Regions from separate parts of the Mus musculus genome. Here all the other regions are linked to region 1. Evidence: chromatin contacts called from public Hi-C data. All regions are on one chromosome and are shown on one strand. The core of a region is the stretch at or near the end of the contact, and the rest is flanking DNA. Distances in the headings are between cores, read along the strand shown. Region 1 has its middle 12 kb from the start of Gm23216. Region 2 has its middle 100 kb from the start of 4930521E06Rik. Region 3 has its middle 210 kb from the start of Col3a1.

Region 1 (4,830 bases), core at 1,698-4,197:
AGCCACAGCTCACTCTGCAAACAGAATTAGTCATGGAGAGACTGTCGAACAGCATTCTGCAGAACTTTCTTGTTCAGGTTCAGCGCATGATATCATGTTGTGCCTTCACACCCTGGAATGATATTGATGCCAAACACTAGGCATAAAATATAATGTAGGACTTTGCTTTGCATGGTTAGATAAGAAGTCTTTCTCAGTAATTGCTGACTGTTGTCTTTGTAGAGTTATTTTATGTACATGTGGGTCTGTATTTCAGGTTTATCTTTTATTAGTATTTTAATATTATGAAAAAACATAAATTATTGGTGTCTATAGAAACACAATGATCTCCAGTTCCTTCATGTGCTTTTGTGTCTTTCTGATCTTTCATCTCTCAGTATTCTTCCCATGAAAAAAATTACTTTTTGTTCCCAGTGTACATATACCTTGTGATTTTTGTATTTTAATTTATTTATATGCCTGTATTCAACCAATTATGTCTGATTTTTTTAAATTTAAAAGTGATTATTTATTTTTGTTATGTGTGTATGTGTGGTTGCCTGCACGTCTGTTTGTGCATCACACATGTGCCGGATGCCCACAGAGGCCAGAAGAGGGAGTAGCAGCCATGTATGTGCTGGGAACTGAACCCTGGTATGTCACAAGAACCACACGTGCTCTTAACTGAGCCATCTCTCTAGCTTCACTTACCTGCCTCTTAAAATTAGGCTGATTTGTAAGTATGTTCCTTGTGATGAGTAATTGGAGAATTTATTCACAAATGAAGAACAAATGTTTATAACAGAGATGAATCAACTAGGTAATAACAAGACCACACAGTACTTTGGTATAAAATCTAATTTGGCTGCTAGTACTCATTTTTTTTTCTTCTATGGGTCCACTCTTGTATCTGGCTTTTTTTTTTAAGACTATCTTTCCCTGTAATTTTCCAAAGGCAATTTTCTTTCACTGAAAACATCAGTGAGTAAATCTGCAATTATTGACCACTTTTGAAGGCTGCTGATGGTTTTGCGATCTGATGGAAGAGGTAAGTGTGCTCTAATGGAAAGTTAGAGTGTTTTCTGCTCTATACAGATACTATAACCTAAAGTATGGCTAAAGCCAAGTCACTGCCTCAAATTAAGGAAACCTCAGAAATATTGTTCATAGTATTAATTAATTGTTCACATTATTTATAAACCAGTACCATCAACCAGTACTTATTGAATATTCCCTTATACCAAATACAACTCTGAATATTGTAGCAGACATCAGCTAGACATCCAAATTGGTACAACACACAGTGACACATAGATAGGGATTTTTCCAACTTTGGTTTTAGTATCATTCTGCATTCAGTTAATAAAAACATTTTCTTTAAGTTGAATATGACTTTTATATATCATTTGTTCTATCATTTACTGCATTTAATCTTTAGAAAACTACTCTTTTAGTCTGTTTTCTGAAAGAAAAGCTTTCTTTCTTGAATGCTTTTGCCCCAGAGCTTCTGTAATGTCACTTCAGGTTTGTATGGACTAGCTGAATTTCATGCCCAAACAGCTGCATTTTCTTTGTGCAGGCACATGTGTGTATTAAGGTACAGGCAGACAATGCATAATGATGCTAGAATATATGGCTTTTATGTTTTAGGAGGGCTAGGGTATGGTCCAAAATATGAGAAATTAAGATAATTTATGACAGGGAGTGGCAGGAGATTATCTTACTTATTGACTCCATGTTTTCTGACTCTGGGAAATTCCTTGTATTTTCTGAGGCTTGTTTTCCTTGTCTTTGGAATACTGTGAATACCAGAAATAATATTTGTTGAGCACCTTGTAGAGGGAAATCATAGTTTGCACTAAACGCGTAGCTAATAACAGAATCAACGACTGGGGGTTAGCAGGGAGAGTAAGATCTTCCTGCCAGAGGCAAGAATCTGTGAGGTGCACATGGATACTCCATGTTTCTGTCCTCCACAGCAAACCAGATCATCTATGAGGTGCACGTGGAGACTCCACAGTTCTGTCATCCACAATAGACCCAGCTGGTGCAGTCTGCATGTAGCTATAAGATGAATTCATAAGCAGGTAATCCATCTGCCATCCTACATATAGTCCAATCTTTTCATTTTTGCAGCACTGGAACATGAGGCCCAGAGAAGTATAATTTGCTCAAAATGCCACATTAAGTATGGCAGAAATCTTTGAAAAGAACTACAAACTCAGGAATTCTTTAATACAAATATTGGTTGTGCTCACCTGCTTTCACAGTAACTGAATTCATTATCATTCTGCATTTTTATAAACGAGAACCGAACTCCTTTTTCTTTCATATCTTTTGCTCTACAGAATTGAGTCACATTGAACATTTTATACTGGCAGTTATTATTTTAAATGTGATGTCTGATTCAAACCTTATGTTCATTAGCTTTCAGAAAAGTAAAAAAAAAAAAAAAAAAAAATGCCCGAGGGTCAGCAGATGTTGAAGGACGTAGGTAGACAGATAATTAGGAAGTGGTTTTCTAAGTAAGGGTTACCCTAAAATTTTATGCACACTCTCCTTTGATCTTTGGACTTTTTTCTCTTTGGCCTGCGTATGATGCTGGAATCCACTGTAGCTGGCAATGGTTTAATTAATCCTTTTCACGGAAAAGTTCATGTTTGCTAACAACTACAGAATTCATTTGAATTTACTTAGCTAAAGGGGAACATGATGAAGAACGATAGAGTGAGGTCTTTGTCTCATCACTTACAACTCAGCCTCCACTGTTTTTGTTTGTTTTAGTTACATTTTCAAACATTCCCATTTTCCCATGTTCTGTGCTCGCCTTGGGAAACCTTCTAATAGCATAAACGACAAACAGGAGTTCCTGCCTGCTGACTCATCAGTTCGGTTTGGCAGGACTCTACTTGCAAATGCTGCAGCAGGCCACTTTCAGAGTAAGTCCCTGGCAGCAGATGTCACTGTTGGTCTGTCTAACTCTGGGGCCTTTCCTCACTAGTGGAGCTCATGAGCCTGACCTAGTCAAGCCTATATTTCAGGGAGCATGGTTTTATGAAACATTTAATAGTGGCTCGTGGGACTGATTTAAGAGTCATGTCTCGATCTTGTTTCATTACACAGTATTTTAAATACTGTTATTTTTCACTTTTGCTTCCTATGTTCTGGGGAATCAAATTCAGTACCCTTGCATGCTAGGCAAACATTCTGCCACTGACTTATACCCTGCACCCTTGTTTATTTTGAGACTGAGTTTCACTGTGCATTCCAGATTGGTCTTGAAATCTTGGCTCAGCCTTGTGAGTGTTGGGGTTACATATGTGCAACACTAGCCTCCATTTTTAATAGAGATCTTTTCTATTAACTTGAAATGTTTTTCCTTTCTTCTCTCTTGGTTCATGTTGTATATTTTATTTTTGAGGATTTATTTATTTTATGTACATGAGTACTCTATAGCTGTCAGACTCACCAGAAGAGGGCATCGAATCCCATTACAGCTGGTTGTGAGACACCATGTGGTTGCTGGGAATTGAACTCAGAACCTCTGGAAGAGCAGTCAGTGCTCTTAACTGCTGAGTCATCTCTCCAGCCCCGTGTGTATTAAGAATGGAACATCTCTCCTTCTTTTCTCTCAACTGTGCTCATTTGCTCATGTGTAAATCCCTTGATGACCCATTCTGTAAGAGATTTTTTTTCAACATCAGTTTTGTACCCACAGTTTTACTTAGTTTTGTGAGCTGTCTATCTATACTGTCTGTTAACCTCTCACATTCTTTCTTCTACTTACTCTTCTCTGGGATTCCAGGACAGTGACCTTAGAAGTCACATACCTCAGACTCAGCTTTCTGAAAGCGTTGAGTAAGACTTGATACTGCAATGTGAGAGTGGGAGAGGGGGCAAGGCATTCTCCAGTCTCTATTTTACTATTCTGTTCAACCACTAAGCATCAGTTTGTGATGGTAGCTGTAGGGTAGTCCCAGCCTCTTGCTTCTATTGGCACTTCTATAAGAAGTCTCATAATTTTCTCTCAGAGGAACCCACTGCCGGCAGCAGCATACATCCTTTCTTCATAGTACCAGATGTGAGGCACCTCCTGCTATCTCCTAGGTTCTGTTTATCTTTACCCTTTGTTTCCTGTGTCTCAGGTCTGTAACTGCTTCCTAAGTTAACTCTGTGTCTCTAACCTCCATTAAAACTCTGTGTTGAAAACCATGGTTTTCTTTTTTCTTTCTTCATGACTTGTTTTTAACGTAAAAAAAAAAATATATATATATATATATATATAAAGTAGCAACATCACATCATGTTTTGATTAATATTTTTTCTGCTTGTTACACTTACAGTTTGTAGGTTGAACTCTAGGTATTTTGTACTTTTTGGCTAATATCCACTTATCGATGAGTACATACTATGCATGTCCTTTGGGTCTGAGTTACCTCACTCAGGATGGTATTTCCTAGTTCCATCCATTTGCCTGCAAAATTCATGATGTTCTCATACTTTAAAAAAAATGATTATTTTATTTATTTACACTTCAAATGTTATCCCCTTTCCCTGTTTCTCCTCTGCAAACACCCTATCCCATTCCCCCTTACCTTGCTTCTATGAGGGTGCCTCCATACCCACCCACACCGGCCTCACCAACCTAACATTCCTCATACTGGGGCAACAAGCCTTCACAGGAACAAGGACCTGCCCTACCATTGATACCAGATAAGGCTCCTTCAGCTCCTTTAGTCCTTCTTCTAACTCCTCCATTGGGGTCCCCGTGCTCAGTCCAATGGTTGGCTGCAAGCATCCAGATCTGTTCTGTCAGGATCTCTCAGAGCCTCTCTGGAGACAGTTGTATCA
Region 2 (4,830 bases), core at 879-3,378, 820 kb after region 1:
TTCCAATTTTAAAATATTTATGAGCTATCAAACTTTATGCCATAGTCGTTTCTCCAACTTATGTCCTCTATAACTTGGGAATTCTAAGAATGTTCTTTTTCAGTAAAATTTTCTATTTTAGTTTTGTTCTGGACACTTACTTATTGGAAACATGATTTTTTTCAAAAACTTACATTTGAAAAGAACATGAGAAACAATCAATAAACTTTGGTTTTGTTTATTTTATTTAGTTTAGTAAACACAAAGCAACAATAGGTAATATTATATAAGGAATTGTTTGTTAATGAGGCAGATTAAAAAGACATTGTATATTCTCTAGTGCATAATTATAAACACGTGTGTGCATTATTATCTAACCATTGCTGAAATAATATTCTCCTTCTCCTATACCTTGCCAATGATGACTCTAAAGTGTCACTGTGAAAATGCATGAAATTAAATCTCAGTTTTCAAATTCTGAGATTATCTAGTCCTCTCCCTTATTTTCAGCCTGTTAATGGAATGATTAAAGTATATTTTTTCTTATAGTTTATTCTTGCCTCTTCCTTTTAGAGTGTAACAAGGAGTTGTAATATGTGGAAAATTCAACAAATACTTTACATTCCTTCCCTAGAGAAATCTAAAGCTTATCAAAGCGGGAGTATACATTCTTTTTTCCATATCAGAAAAAAAATACTGACACAGCTTGACTGGTTCTTACAACAGAATTATAAACAATGTCAAGTAAATTTATGCTTCAAATTCAAATCCTTGTCTGAAAATTGAAATACACAGGAGGAGTACACTCCACTTTAAGCATGTAGCTGAAGTTCTTCCCTGGGATACTAGTTGATGTCAAGAAGCTTATCTTGAAATGTTTATGTGATGGTCTTGGGACTATTCTTTGTGTCTGTACAAACACTCTATTTCTTGCCTATAAAATCTTTAGTAAAATCCATTTATAAGCATATGCTGAAGTTTGTAACATCTCAGCAAGAAGACATTGTATAATGAAAACTAGTTCAAATTTTGTTCTGCTAGATGAATGTGGAAACTAATGAATCATACGTTGAATAATATTAGAGATGCTTTTATTTGATAACACATCTGGAGTTCATAAAGATAATCCTGCATTGTTCTGGTGCCTGAGAAAAAGATACCATGAGAAAGTTTTTCTACATCTCATATCACCTACCCCACCCTACTGTCTTCATGAGAATGTTCCCCACCACCCACCCACCTCAGAGGGTGGACCAGAAGGGGAATAAAATCTGGAGTGTAAAACTAAATTAATAAATAAAATATAAAAAAGAAAGTTTTTCTAACACAAAGCTATTGGAAAATCAGTGGTTGATATTTGTTTGCCTGAGTTTATAGTCTGCAGTTGGAATAATTGGAAACTGCAAACAAATGAGATTTGAGTTACCTTTAATTTTATGAAGAACATGAGTAATAAACTCTACAAGGTATAAGGAATTCAGAGCCAGGAGCAAAAAACAAGTAAATGAGGTTTTATCAAAATATAGTAATAATAAATGCATAAAATAATGAGAGATGTGTATATTGTTTATAATTGATATAAATAATCAAAATATAATGAATTATTTATATCTCATATATATATTTTACCTGTAAGATAATTTTATAGAAATTGTGGCAGATCATATGACTCTGTTTTAGTGTTTTGCCAATAAATAACTTGGTAGATATTCTGTTTTGCTATCTACAATTGACATATCAGAAGATCTGGCTTTAAGTTATTTAGGATAATGTGAAACAAAACCACCTTTAAAGACAAGTTTAAACAGCACACAGAAATTTATTAGTGAGAATGTTTAACAAGCTGCAGTGTTGCCTAGCGACTATTCTCCGAGACCTTGCAGGATGGAGGAGCAGGATCACTTTCCCATCACACGTGTGCATATGCTCATAGTCAATGTCTCCCATTCCCCTGTTTCCTTATTTTATACCAATATAACATAAGTAGTCATTTATTTTTAGTCCTTTCCAAACACAAACTTGGGATTTCTTCTTTATGATTTCACTCTTTAACTAGGTGTCAACTTGACATGTGTCCTTGCCTACAGCACAGTAACTAAGTGCAGCTGGGTCTTTGGGATTTATGACATATTTTTGTTGTTAAGAGCCAAGAGGAGTGACTGCAAAGTAACCGAGTGACTTAAGGGGGAAAACATAAAAGACAGAGTCTGTCTTCTGAAGAAAGAAAAAACAACCAAATCTTTGGTCAGTGTTTACTCTCAAGTCAATTTATCATGACACTGATTTTACTTCCAGAGTTTATGTAACAGCTGTGAGTATTACAAGAAACTGAGTACTTGGTAGAGTTGTATAAGTCTCTGTATTTTTCTATATTGTTCATTAAAAATGATAAAGATGAAATATTTATTTTAAGGACAATAGAAACAAAAAACAAAATATCATTTTACTGTAACTAAAACTGTATTGAACTATAAGCTAGATATAGTATGCTTTATAATGCTTACAATTTAGGTGAGAGTAACATCCTGCATAGATTGATTTCCAGGTGAGATACATTTGATTACGTGCAACAGGAATTCATAATTTTTAGTCTTTTTGGTTCTGCACATTCTGATTAAATGTGTTCTTCTTTCTGTTATTAAATAAAAAAATGTAAAGATAATGAACAGTATATATATATATATGTGTATATATATCTATATATGTGTTTTAATAGAAATAGAATTATATGACTTCCCCTCCCATTTCTCCCTCCAGCCTTTCCTTCAAGCCACTGTGAGTTCATACTCCACTTAGCTATTTATAGAAATATGAAGTGGCAGGTTCTCTGTCAAAATAAAATTAATAAATATTTATGTAAATACTATAAGTACAATGAGCCTCCTTTATTTGTAGCCACTTAGGATATTACTTCCTATATTCAGATAATAAAACATAATAACACATTTCTACAATTCCATACATAAAAAAGAAATCATAAACTTTATTATACAATAAATTTAAACAATTAGTAATAAAATATTTTGACTTTTTTCTTTTTTATTAAAAAAATGTACATGCAGTGCATTTTGACCATATTCTTCTCCTCCACAGCTTCTCACAGATCTTCTGCCTCCTATCCAGCTAACATCATTTTCTTTCTCTGTCTTAAACTCTGCCCAAAAGATAAGAATCAAAATACACAAAAAGACAAAAATGCCAATGTAAACTTACAACCAAACAAAAGCACACAAAATGAATGGATTCTGTTTTCTGTTGGCCAATGACTTCTGGGCATGGGGCTTTCCCTAGAATGTAGTTGGTATATACACAGAAACTCCGCTAGACAAAATTGATCTTACTTTTTCCCTTGGGTATCAATTAAAAACAGCTTCTTGATTAGTGATAGAATGTTGTATTTACTTTTCCTTCTCCGTGCTGAGATTTTGTGTTATTTAACTTGTGCAGATTTTTGTGTATCTGTGAGTTTGTGTGTATATCAACCGTGCTGTGTCTAGAACACACTGTTTTCTTTGTGTCATCCACCACCTCTGGCTTTTATAATCTTTGTGCCTCCTCTTCTTTATAGATCTCTGAGTCTTGAGTTTAGGAAACACATCATGTAGGAATAAGTGCTCCAAAGTCTTCCATTCTCTGCACTGTGTCCAGGTCTCTATGAGAGTTTCCGTTGGCTGTAACAAGAACCTTCTCTGGTATGGTGCACTGATCTACAGGTATAGCAATATATAATGATCAGTCATTTTATTGCTCTGTTCTTTCTGTACCTTTATTAGAATAATAGTAGTAGGGTTTCCCCTATACCCATGAACTACCAGTCTCATATTGTTGACCACATTAGCAGTGCCAGATTTGGGTTCAATGTCATGGCATTGGCCATAAATTTGATAAAACGGTGAGTGTGTGTGTTGGGGGTGGTGGTGGTGTCAGCTACTTCCATAAAATGTATGCCACTATTACACATCTTGAAACATGTTGTGGTTGTAGATGGCAGTGTTGGTAGCTGAGTGTTATTGATAATTATGTGTTTCCTACAGTATTGTCCAAAGTTCTTTCCAGTAACATGAATACCAATAGGGAATAGGGGGTAAAGTTTCAAATTTTCCATGTTTGATGACATAGCTAAGTGATATCTTTATTTATTTCTTTTTGCAGTTATATATGTTCTATATATTAACCTTCTGTCAGATATATAATTGGCCAACTTGATCATGGTGGGTAATCTTTTTGATGTGTTCTTGAGTTTAGGTTTTATATAATATATTGAGAAATCTCACATCTATGTTCACATACATGTATATTCATATAAATCTTACCTGGATGTATGTTTTCTGGGATGACCATTGCTATTCTCATATCTGAGAAAGACTGTTTCTCCCACCTTTAGCAGTCCTTAGTTGTCTGTAGTTCTTCATGTAGTGTTTATTTCTGGTAGTTTTTATTTCCAAAAAACTTAGCCATGTTATTGCTGTTGTCCTTCTTCAGCACATGTTTAAGGCAGTGACCATAGTAAGAAAGATATAGCTTCTGAAATTTCTTGGAGACATAATTTTGCAGCCAACACCTGATTCTTTGGCCCTTGCAGCATTCTCATCTTTTCTTCCACAGAATTCCTAAGCTATAGGTTCAGGAATTCCTTTTAACAGTTTCTTTCCAAAACTACTCTACTTTGAAATGAGTCTTGATTTGGCAGTATCTTAAAATTTTTTGACTTCATTTCATATGAATCTACCTAGCTCTTTCTGGTAATGAGTTGTATATCAATTTAATACGAATGATTTAATTTTCCCAATTGAGAAACTCTTAAACTCTGTTTAGTTTTAATTTTTACAATGACATTGAATATCTTTTAAT
Region 3 (4,830 bases), core at 1,180-3,679, 570 kb after region 1:
TCAAATCCCTGAAAAAAGGAAATTGAACAAGATCTCAGAAGATGGAAAGGCCTTTCATCTTCATGGATTGGCAAGATTAACATAGTAAAAATGACTATCCTACCAAAAGCAATCTACAGATTCAATGTAATCCCCATCAAAATTCTAAGACAATTTTTCAAAGACATGGAAAAAGCAATTTTCAATTTCATATAGAAAAACAAAATACCCAGGACAGCAAAACAATTTTTAAAAATAAAAAAACTTCTGGGGTAATCAGTATCCCTGACCTCAAGCTATAATACAGAGCAATAGTGACAAAAACTGCACAGAATTGGTACAGACAGACAGGTTGATGAATAGAACAGAATTGAAGTCCCAGAAATAAACCCACACACTTATGGACACTTGATCTTTGACAAAGAAGCCAAAAATGTACAATGATAAAAAGAAAGCATGCTGGTCTAACTTGCAGTGTGTGAGTAGAAAAATGAACATAGATCTATATTTGTCATCTTGCACAAAACTGAAGTCCAAGTGAATCAAGGACCTCAACATAAAACCATTTACAATGAATCGAATAAAAGAGAAAGTGAGAAAGAGCCTAGAACTCATTGGCACAGGGGAAATTTCCTAAACAGAACTCCAGTGGCTCAGATTCTAAGATCAAGAATTGATAAATGAGACCTCCTGAAACTGGAAAGCTTCTGAACGGTAAAGAACATATGCAATAAGACAAATTGGCAACCTAAAAATTGGGAAAAAATCTTTACTAACCATACATCTAATAGAGGGCTAATATCCAATATGTATAATAAACTCAAGAAGCTAAGCACCAAAAAAAAAAAAAAAAAAAAAAAAAGAACAAAATAACCCTGTCAAAAGTGAGGTAAAGAACTAAACAAAATTCACAATAGAGGAATCATCTCGAATGGCCAAGAGAAGCAATTAAAGAAATGTTCAAATTTCTTAGTTATCAGGGAAAGGCAAATCAAAACTCTGAGATCCCACATTACACTAATCAGTATGGCTAATATAAAAAACTCAGGTGACAACACATTGGAGAGGATGTGAAAAAACAGGAACATTTCTCCATTGCTGGTAGGAGTGCAAACTGGTATAACTACTCTGTAAGTCAATCTGGAGGTTCCTCATATAATTGGAAATCGATATACCTGACGAATCAACTATACCACTCTTGGGCATATACCCAAATGATGCCCCACTATGGAACAAAGGCACATGTTCCACTATGTTTATATCAGCCTTATCTGATAGCCAGAAGCTGGAGAAAACCCATATGTCCCACAAAGGAAGAATGGATACAGAAAATGTGGTGCATTTACACAATGGGGTACTCTTCAGCTATTAAGAATGAGGACATCATGACTTTGGCCTGCAAATGGATGGAACTCGAAAATATCATATTGAGTGAGGCAACTCTGACTCAAAAGGACATGCATGGTATACACTCACTAATCAATGGATATTAGTCAAAAAGAGTAAAGAAACCTAGGATACAATCCACAAAACTCAAGGTTAACAAGCTGAAGGGCCTAAGTCAGGATGCTACAATCCCATTTGGGAGGGAGAACAAAGCAATCACAGGGGCAGAGGGAGGAAGGTACCTGAGTCAGAGAGGGGGCGGAGAGGTGAAAAAGAGAACATGATCTGATATTGTGGTGGCAGGAACTGGTGTGAAGCCCTGAGGGCTAGCTGAATGAATGGAGATCAGAAACCTCAGGAGGTAGGAAGTGGGGGGGGGGGGGGCAGAGACTTGGGAGATGAGAGATGTTTAGGTCTCCAAGGTAGGGACATTAGACAAAATGCCCAACAGTGGGAAGAGGGAACTTATAAAGACTATCTCTAGTAGAAAGACAGGGCATCAAGTGTAGGGATGGGGCTACCATTCCCCTAGGCAAAAATCAGACCCAGAATTGTTCCTGTCTAAAAGAACTTCAGGGATAAAAGTGGAGAAAAGATTGAGGGAAAGCAAGTTCAGTGGCCAGCCCAAATTGGGGTCCATTTCAAGGGGAGGCACCAAGGCCTGACACTGTTAATGATGCTATGGTGTGATCACAGACAGAAGCCTATTATGCCTGAGAGGCCCAACAAGCAGCTGAAAGAGTCAGATGCAGATTCTTACACCCAAGCAATGGACAGAAGCCAGGAAACTCTGTGGTTGAAGTAGGGAAAAGCTGAAAGAAGCTGAGGAGGAGGGCAACTCTATAGGAACACCAGCCATCTCAAGTAACCTGGACCCCTGAGATCTCTCTGACACTGAGCCACCAACTAAGCAGCATACGCTAGCTGATATGAGGCTTCAGACACATATACAACAGAGGACTGCCTGGTCTGTCCTCAGTGAGAGAAGATGCACCTAACCCTAGAGAGACTTGAGGCTTCAGAATGTGGCGAGGTCTGTTGGAGTTGGGGTGGGAAGATCCTCTTGGAGATGAGCAAGGAGGAATGAGATGAGGAACAGTCAGAGCATAGATCACTAGGGTGATAACGACTGGTTTGTAAAAGAGATTAATAGTGATAAAGATGATGATGATGATAACAATGATGACAACAATGACGATGATAATAATAATGATAAAATGTGCCTGTAATAGAATAAAAACATCAAACCATCATGATTTTGAGGACTATGGGTCAGGAACTCACTTTCAAACTTGGAATAAAAAAATACAAAACAAAACAGAGGTTTCAGCTGCACTGCCTAACTTTAAAAGAAACATTAATTACCCCAAAAACCTAAAAAGAGTTTTATGACAGGATGTTTTTGTAACACAGTGTGGACACACAGAGGCCATTTATTATTGTGACAAAGACTGTTCCTTTATTAGCCCAGAAATTACATAACCCCTTGGAATGTAAATCAATGTTTCAAAATAAACAACTTATCTTTTTCCTACTAAAATATAAGAATCTGCTAAAACAACTCTTTGTCTTAAAACTACATTAGTGTCCCCAATGCAGCACTTATGAGCAAATGGTGACAAGAGGACCTGAGTTCTGGGACAAGACCTGTTTCTACACCAAACAATTTAAATCTTTATTTTCAAATATAAGTAGACATTTAATTGAAATAGACCATGTTCATGGAAAAGTACATAAATCTAAACTACACAAAAAACAAGTTTCAAAAATTGCTACATGGAGAACAAAAACAAAGTAACCACCAAGGAGCTCAATATATGGAATAACTTGGACATTCCAAAGGAACATTTTACCACCCATTTCCTTTCACTTTTTCCTCCATACAGATTACCAAAATTCAACCTTCTGATACTAAGAATTAAATCCACTTTGTCTTTTGTTTGGTGTTAATGAAATCACATAATACAGTTTACATTTTGGGCTTGGATCTTTTTCCTAAGTTTCTGTGACATTCATTAATATGTTTTAGAAATCATGTTTGTTCATTTATGCCTGTGTGTGCTAACATGCATGCATATGAGTGTGTGTGTACATGTAAATACATGTATACACATAGTGTCCATTGTATTATTATGCTATAAGTCAGTCAATTTTTGCTCTAGTTTAAATAAGAGTGTTCTTTCAAAGCTATTATGAATGACTAAGGTCTAAGAATGTAGATTCCAGTGGCATAGCATAATATGTTCCACTACATTAGAGGTTATAGAACCTGTTAAGTCTCAGAAACAGAGAAAAGCATAGATGAATGATTTTATGGAATATGTAGGAGGGAGCATCTGGTAGGTAGATATTACACAGAATAGCAAAATTTCTTCTATTGATTTCAAATGTCATATTGTAGCAAGTCTGCTTACCATACTGGGAGACTAAGTGTTTACCTTTGTAATCAAAAAATCAATAGTGAGATCTTAACACACTGTGATAATAAGTGACCTATGAAAGGGCTTTAAGCATTATAGCTGGTTTTTGCTAATTTGTGGGTTCTTCTTTTCCTACTCTTTATCCCCCATTTCACCCCTTTCACTAGATAGGAGAGAAAGAAGGATGGGATGGGGGGGAGTGAGGGAGCAGGAGAGGGAAGCAGAGGGGGAGAGAGAGGGCGGAGGGGGAATGAATTTCTCTCTCATTTATTCTTTAATTGTAGCTGGTCTTTGTTAGTTTGTGGGTTCTTTTTCTCACTCTTTATCCCCCACTATCACTAGATAGGAGAGAAAGAAGGGGTAAGAGATAATTTTAATTTATTTTTACCTGATCCTTCTTTGAGACCGACTACTAATAAACCACAACCAATCCCCCTGAATGACCACCAAACACAAATCACACCTCTTGGGGTCAGAGTATTTACATACCCTCTAAAATGTTCCCAGAATTTCAAACTTCACACAATTGATGAAACTATCTACAGCTGGCAAACCATGCTTGTACTAGAGCACTAGGCAAATCATAGTCAGCTGCTGTGGTCAGTCTGAAGGAGCCCCATATTGCTACACCTAGGATTAAAACAAAAGCACTTTCTTATAATATTTCTGCATTTTTTAAAGACTTCAAAATTCCAAAATTTTCATTACAAAGCATATCCTAAAATGACTTTAGTACTTAATCTACAATACTCCATCTCTCCACAGTCCCCAGGATGTAAAAAACCAATGTATTATTTAATACATGTGTTGAAAGACCCACAATGTGAGGACTCCTCCACATTCTGACTCAGGAGAGGCAACACCCCAAATCACTCACGAGAAACAGTCTTGATGCAAATGACAAGAGGACTTTTATTTCAAGAGTGCTCTCATGCCCACAGTCATACACCACGCAGGGGTAGAGGACCATGGTGCCTCGAGTAGCTGGGTAAGAGGGTACTTAAAGGAAGAAACCACAACTCAAGGTAGTGGGGAGGGCGTTGTT

Evidence for each region. A called contact is a pair of places that touch in the nucleus more often than the background predicts.
Region 2: a Hi-C map of uterus shows a contact between it and region 1, with 2.6 times the contacts expected there. The contact joins two enhancer-like sites. A contact is called at or near these places in 2 of 39 promoter capture datasets (cranial neural crest and maxillary cranial neural crest), 2 of 484 Hi-C or Micro-C datasets (adipose-derived mesenchymal stem cells and uterus) and 1 of 115 datasets of contacts at active chromatin or transcription factors (fibro-adipogenic progenitors).
Region 3: a Hi-C map of uterus shows a contact between it and region 1, with 10 times the contacts expected there. The contact joins two enhancer-like sites. A contact is called at or near these places in 1 of 15 datasets of contacts at CTCF or cohesin (the NIH/3T3 cell line), 3 of 484 Hi-C or Micro-C datasets (all in uterus) and 1 of 115 datasets of contacts at active chromatin or transcription factors (fibro-adipogenic progenitors).

The regions. Positions count from the first base shown.
Region 1 is chr1:45,671,043-45,675,872 of GRCm38.p6, reverse strand. No RefSeq gene overlaps it. Among named protein-coding and RNA genes, the nearest start is that of Gm23216, 12 kb to the left of the region's middle. Within about 2 kb of position 2,947, at least 50 of the 459 cell types and tissues checked have an H3K27ac peak or open chromatin away from gene starts, as enhancers often do. A contact at or near this core is called in uterus, where this site is marked.
Region 2 is chr1:44,846,794-44,851,623 of GRCm38.p6, reverse strand. No RefSeq gene overlaps it. Among named protein-coding and RNA genes, the nearest start is that of 4930521E06Rik, 100 kb to the right of the region's middle. Within about 2 kb of position 2,128, at least 4 of the 459 cell types and tissues checked have an H3K27ac peak or open chromatin away from gene starts, as enhancers often do. A contact at or near this core is called in uterus, where this site is marked.
Region 3 is chr1:45,099,125-45,103,954 of GRCm38.p6, reverse strand. No RefSeq gene overlaps it. Among named protein-coding and RNA genes, the nearest start is that of Col3a1, 210 kb to the left of the region's middle. Within about 2 kb of position 2,429, at least 2 of the 459 cell types and tissues checked have an H3K27ac peak or open chromatin away from gene starts, as enhancers often do. A contact at or near this core is called in uterus, where this site is marked.